Regions from separate parts of the Mus musculus genome. Here region 2 is linked to region 1. Evidence: chromatin contacts called from public Micro-C data. All regions are on one chromosome and are shown on one strand. The core of a region is the stretch at or near the end of the contact, and the rest is flanking DNA. Distances in the headings are between cores, read along the strand shown. Region 1 has its middle 7.3 kb from the start of Gm31496. Region 2 holds the start of Sfmbt2 (Scm-like with four mbt domains 2).

Region 1 (3,333 bases), core at 232-2,731:
TTTCCTGCCAGACTCAGGGCTCCTGTGGTCAGCTTTTGTCTCTGTGTTACCTCTCCTCAAATTATCTCAGCAAGTTTTGCAGGAAGCCGTTGCATCACAATGAAGCCAGATTGTCCCCTCAAGCAAAACTGATGTCCCCAGAGCCAGCAGAACCCTGTAGAACCAGACCTGAGATAAGGATTAAGCAGAAAACAGCTTGGCCAAGACTTCTTCTCCATTATACTCTGGGTCCCTGCTTCTCCCCCCTCTTCAACAGCCATAGGTATTATCAAAAACCCAAGGAAAGGGCCACCCCTCTTGCCAGAAGGGCCGTCTGACTCATTCCTTTTTCTCCTTCTCCACCCCCCCCCCCCCACTCCACTGTGACCAAATAAGGTCAACTTCATCAGTACCTCAGAGTCAAGACTCCTGCCTAGGAACCAGCAAAACAGGAATGTGGACTAAAGAATGTTCGAGTTAGTTTTCTCTGGATACAGCCGTCCTTACAGCCTAGAAAAATGACAAGTTAATGGAAAGACATTTTCTTCTGTAGTTAAAAAGACAATAAAAATTAAATAAATAATTAAAAAAAGAGAAAGTCTAGAAAAATTCATGTGAGAATTGGCCACAGGAAATTTAACATGCTTTAATAGATATATTGATTTAGGTTTTACATTTTAATATTTTCATGTTCATAATGCCCGTTAATCTTGTCAACTTGTTGGAATTTAGAGTCATGTGGACACAAACCTAAGCGTATGCCGGGAGGAATTTTCTAGACTAGGGAGATTGAGACGGAGAAGACACACCCCAACATTGCTTAAACTGGGCTCTTAGAGCAAAAAAAGGCAAAAGACAGCAGCATTGTCTCTCCTGAGTCCCCACTGTGGACACCACGTGACCAGCTGCCGCGTGCTCCTGCGCCATCACCTCCCTGGGACAGCGCCCTGGAGCTGAGAGCTGGGAGAAGCCCGCCCTTCCTTAACTAGAGCCATGTGACCAGCTGCTGTGCTGATGCGCCATAAGCTCCGTAAACTCCCAGGGACCGGTGCCCTAGAGCTGGGAGCTGGGGGCTGGGAGCTGAGAGAAGCCTTTCCTTGAGCCAGCCAGCCAGCCAGCCTGTCTGCCTGCCTTAGCTATTGTCACAGCAGCAAGGAAAGTGACCAGTGCAGTACTCTAAACTTGAGTTTTAAAATGGTTTGGAAACGGAACTGTGAAGAAATTAGTAATAATGACACTGAACTAAAACTAAAATCATATTTTTCCCTCTTCTCACTTCACATTTTACAAATTGGATCACAGAATATTAAGTAAAAGAGGAAATCTTGTAATTCCATTATTCCATTAAATAGACTGAAACAAAATTAAAATGGATAATTTAATTTTCATTTGTTTTCATCTAATCCCGATCAGACCCATAAAATATTTTACACTCATAATCGCCATCAGAATTTTGAGTTGTTTTTCCCTGTGTTTCATTTATGAGAACTAGCCACGAGGGGGCGTTGTGGGCAGCCACGTGCACTGCCTTGACCCTCTTGCTACAGGAAGAGAAGCTGAGATACTTGCAAGCAGTGTTTTCTACAGCAGACTAAAGAGATCTTCCCTAATTTTTCTGTTCTCCTTCGTGCCATGTTCTTACACAGTACCTGGCCGACAGGAAGAACAGATGTGAACACTTGTTGACAATACCTGAGTCAAAATCAAAGCTGAGCTTATATGTCGTCATCTATCTGGTCCGTTTGTTAGCCAAGTGCCTGCCTGATCATATCTACCCAAACCAGGTATGAGTAAAATGTGGCTAAGAATTCTGCTAACTGAGCCACATCTCCAGCCTGACGATTGCTTTCTATGCAGTCATGATTTATCAATCCGCAGAACAACCAGAATTAAAGACATCAACACCAAGTGTTATCCTAACAGATTCCACTCGTCGACTGACCAATATTTCATGAACTTCATACAGAAAACTAGCATGGACTGTATTGTCAGTATCTATTTAAAGATATTCCTGTTATAAAGATGTATCAGAACTTATACAAGGTCAAACAACAAAAGCGCCTACTTTAGCCATTCAGAAGAGGCCTGCTCGATAATTTCTTAAATGTGCTTTTACTATGCCTATGTCGTTGTCCCACTCAGCATTGTCCGTTGGGTGTTAAGCACATCACTACACTATTCAACAGGGGCCCAGCTCTGTGTAATGGCTTGTTTCCCATGCACTGATAAATGTATTGCTTTTTAACAACATGTTGTTGTGGCCTTAGAGAGTTCCAGCTTCAACAATGTACATTGTGTTTATCCCCCGTCCCCCCATGTAGACAGCAGGAATGGGATCAATAAAGGAAAAGCATAATGGCTTTCCCTGCTTTATTTTAGTAGGTTATCTGATACTGTTTGCTGTTTTAGTCTTAGTCAATATTGGTGTCTCTGGGGGAGGTGGTGGGGACAGTGACTCTCCCCTCAACTCATTTCCTTTCAATGTTAAGCATAAAGCCAGTCAAGACAAAGGACACGAGGCGCTGGGGATTTAAAAGCAGTCCTTGAACCAATGACAGCTCAACCTAGTTTCTGTCACAGTGATGCTCTTTGCCCTTCCTGGGACTATGCTTGACTCTGTCCCACAAGCGTGTGGCCCCGAGGGTGAGGAAAGCAGGGTCAGTTTCTACAGAGGGCAACATGGCCACATCCCTTAGCTGAGGCTTTGCAGTGTCTCACGAACAGCTCAGGAACAGGTTTGAAAGGTCGGGACAGCAAAGTCTGCTGTAGTAGCAAACATACAAAGCAGAGGGGCTTCTTGGACTAGAGTCCGGATCTCTCATGTTGTAGTAAGGAACTGGGTTGTGGGGTACCGTGCATCTCCCCTCCTCATCTCTGAAAGTTTGCACCCCTACCTTCCCCTTCTGGCTGGATTTCCACAAGCGTGGATTCTCCACCTGAAATTGGAGAGGCAGAGATTCTACACAGAATAGTTGCTTTCACATCGTGTTTCCTGGGCTTCTAAGCTTTTTTTCTGGGCTTAGTAAACCAGACTGCCACCATTATAAGGACACTGGTGTCTAAGGCAGTCACATGTCTTCATCAATTAAAACTCCAACTGTTCCCCAGGAATCAACAGCAACATTTTTTTTTTTCTGAGACAGGGTTTCTCTTGTGTAGCCCTGGCTGTCCTGGAACTCACTTTATAAACCAGGCTGGCCTCGAATTTAGAAATCCGCCTGCCTCTGCCTCCCAAGTGCTGGGATTAAAGGCATGTGTCACTATCGCCCGGCAAAAGCAGCATTTTTGCTGTGATCTCTGTCATTGTCCGGGTCCAAACTTTGCGTACAGGGAGGTTGCGGCACAAATAAATAG
Region 2 (3,333 bases), core at 613-3,112, 70 kb before region 1:
CTCCTTCTCCCGCCCACAAGGTGACACTCTCCCCCCGCCCACCGCCCCCCCCCGCCTCCCCCCGCCTCTCCCCCCTCCCCCCGCCCAGGCATAGGTAGACACCTCCCCCAGTGAGCACGGACCTCGCCACGAGGACCCCTGGGGCGGTTCCCTTCCCTCCTTTCCTTCAACTCCCTCCACAAGTGATCCGTAGAAAGTTCACACCGCAAGCGTACCCGAACACCCATTTGCCCCGACAACTGGACTCACACCCCAATTTCTCAGCTGTTGTTTGTTTTCTAGGTTTGCAATCCCCTGGTCTACCTAGAGCATAATCTCGTGCTTTACCCGTCCAAGAGTTTTTGAAGTGAGGAGAATGGGGGACCCTAAAAACAAAATCGAAGGTCCCGTCTGGTCTACCCCACCCTGTACTTTAATTGTGCTTTTATATGAAGACTCTCAAAAAAAAAAAAATCTGTTCTTGGGGGAGAGAAGAAGAGGTTTTCTTTGGGCCCGTACCACACCCAAAAATGCTGGGAGTTAAGTTTGGACTGCCGGGGATCTACCAGCTGCAATCTACAGGAATGCGAGTGACGAAGCTCGCTGGGCTTCTGGTGGGACACCTGGCCAGGACAGGTTCCCGTAGGGTGGGGTTTCCCTGGCCCATATCAAGAAAAACCAGGTCCTTCATGATCTATAGGAATGGAGCGGAAGATCCGCCCAATCTGATCTGCGGGGTCTACCCGCACTTTTTCACGGGCGTGGCGCAAGGGCTAATGAGCTTCCCGGGCCTTGGGCGCAATGGTGGTACGGAACACAAACGAAATGTCCCCTATACAGAAAAGCTGGAGATGCCCAGGTAGACAAAACTCACCGTTTATGAAGCTGGGAAGCAGTAGAGCGAATATAGAGCTGGTTCTATCGACTAGGAAACAGAAGACACAATTGCTCAAGGTCTTTGCCTTTACAACCCCGACTTCAAAAAAAAAAAAAAATCTTCCACTCCGTAGTCTTCTATTGCCCACCTATCCCTTACACCACTCTCCGAAAAAACAACTACATACTGAGATTTTTAGTCACCCTCCCTGATCCTAACATCCCAGCGAAATTCCCACACGTGGTTCCCTAGGGAGTGGTGAGGGCTAGGAACCGCCAATAGAGTGACGGGGCCAGAGGCTAACTTTGCGCGGGAGACATCACCAACTATGAGGCTTTAGGTCATCTGGAAGAATCTAGAAGGGAGAAGCGCAGAAATGGCTCTCGCCATTATTGGGCCTCAGGGGTGGGGGGTGGGAGGGAATGGTGGGCGAAAGTCAGAGATTCGGAAAGCGTGGTGGAAGTTACAAAAGACTGAGCCCTGCCAGTCTGAGAATATTTCCTTCACATTTTAGAGAATTCTTTAGCTCTAAAGCGTCTCGCCTTGCCCATACACCTCCGTTTAGTACAGAGCCATCTAAGACCCTGAAGGCCCCAGTCATTCGCTTATCAGTATTCTCTGAGGTTCACACTTTTATCACCCGCCGGAGTTTGCCACTCCCGAAGCTAGCTTCCCGGTGTCCAACTCTTAGGAACACCAATGTATTTTTTGAGCTCATCATCCTTAAGGTCGGAGACTCCTGACGGCAGAAACTTCTCAAAAATAAATTAATCCCGTCCCTGAACATTATTCATCCCATCTACACCCGCAACTGCTTCTTTTATTAACCCAAGGTGGTCTCAGGTGAAGAATCCGAGGATTCCAGAGTGTATGTCCAGGTTTAGGTCTCAAAGTCCCAACTTACCTCTTCTCACTCCTTCAACTCGCAGCTGATCCTTCAGAAAGAGGTGGGAAAGAGGCTCAAAGTCACCTTTAGAGGCTTAGACCCACAAGACCCAACCTGCGCTTCCGTCCAGGGGAGTGGTCAGGGTCCTGTCCTTCCCCCTTCCCTCCCTCCTCCCCCCAATAACCAAGCGCAAAGCACTCTTAGACCGGAATAGCTCTCAACTCACACTAGGTTGTCCAACCCAACTCTCCAAAGCCTCAGGTTGTGGTTGCGTTGGACGCCTTAGGCAGCAGAACTCCTTTGTGCGTCCTAGACCGCCCACCTAGCTCCCAGCTTCCCTACCAGGACTTCCGGGCAGCTCCCCTTTGGAAGGAAATAGAATTTTATCAGTCCACCAGCCACGAGGCTTGAGTTGTAACCTACCAACGCGGTAAGGGTTGCGGGTCTATTTCCTGGTTTAAAGTTACGATTGCCCACTGAACGTTGTTCCATCAAAATTTTTAAACACACACCTGATTATCTTACCTGATTCGACAAAGTAATTAAGCAATCTCTATATGGTTGATATTCAGACCCACATTATGTAATTCTGCCCAAGGATCTATAGCAAATGGCGCGGAGTTCCACCCACCCATTCATTCATTCATTCATTTGTGTATTTATCTATCTACCTGTCATGATTAAGAAATAAAAAACATTGCGCTGTCACTGCACGTAGTGGCCGCACTGTTTACACAAATTACTCCAATGATGTCTACAGCAAACGGTCTCCAAGTTCAATATCCTTTACTTTTAATTCACTCTTGGCACATGGCTTTTCTTATGTCCTTTGGCTTTTCTTTGTGATCGTTGCTCCTGCTGCTGTTGTTGTTTTGTTTTTTGTTTCTTTTTAACCCACCTCCCACTTTTATCCCAGGGCACCCAAAAGGCAATGAAAAGTGGCTAGCAGGTTCCCTCCGAAGTTAAAGGTACTCCTTCGTCCCGTTCCAATGCCGTCTAATTTCCACTTTCATTTCACAACCAGACCCTTTAGGGATGTGTGACTCCAAATGCGGGACCCACTCCAAATCAATAAAACAGTAACCACTGCCAAGAAATAAAGAAGTAGAGAAAGCAGAGACTGCCTTTCCAAAGACAAAATGCACTCCAACTCAGGAGAAGTCATGTTCAGTCTCACGATTAATAGTACTAAGTGATTCACTAAAAAATAATTAACACTTTCTGAAAAATCTCCCTTCAAATAAGTCTCTGATAGCACTGACTATATATGCTCTTGCATTCCTAAATTCTGGCTAAGCCATTCATTTCACCACTGTGTTAAAAAGTAATTAAATTAGTTTTGTTAACTGTAAGATATGTATATGCTCTTCCATTTCTCTAATGTCACAGAAAAAAATTAGAAAAGTTCACAGAGGAAAAGTTTCTCCTTTATATTCTGTAAATTCCTAAGAATCATGTCATGAGAACTTACAAGGTTAAAAAAAAAAACTGTGTGTTTATATTTATATTAGAGGCATGTAGTGGTTTAAATCTTGTTGCGTTATAAGTAATAAATAAGTGTTGTGTATTTGTTGAGCCGCATGTAGTCATT

What was found. A called contact is a pair of places that touch in the nucleus more often than the background predicts.
Region 2: a Micro-C map of embryonic fibroblasts shows a contact between it and region 1, with 3 times the contacts expected there. The contact joins the promoter of Sfmbt2 here to the enhancer-like site in region 1. A contact is called at or near these places in 12 of 484 Hi-C or Micro-C datasets (B cells, Sertoli cells, embryonic fibroblasts and 3 more) and 4 of 115 datasets of contacts at active chromatin or transcription factors (embryonic stem cells and trophoblast stem cells).

What each region holds. Positions count from the first base shown.
Region 1 is chr2:10,298,594-10,301,926 of GRCm38.p6, reverse strand. No RefSeq gene overlaps it. Among named protein-coding and RNA genes, the nearest start is that of Gm31496, 7.3 kb to the left of the region's middle. Within about 2 kb of position 1,481, at least 63 of the 459 cell types and tissues checked have an H3K27ac peak or open chromatin away from gene starts, as enhancers often do. A contact at or near this core is called in embryonic fibroblasts, embryonic stem cells and trophoblast stem cells, where this site is marked.
Region 2 is chr2:10,368,980-10,372,312 of GRCm38.p6, reverse strand. It overlaps Sfmbt2 (Scm-like with four mbt domains 2), which reads right to left and starts at 1,862. Exons shown (of 23, transcript NM_001198808.1): 1 at 1,761-1,862.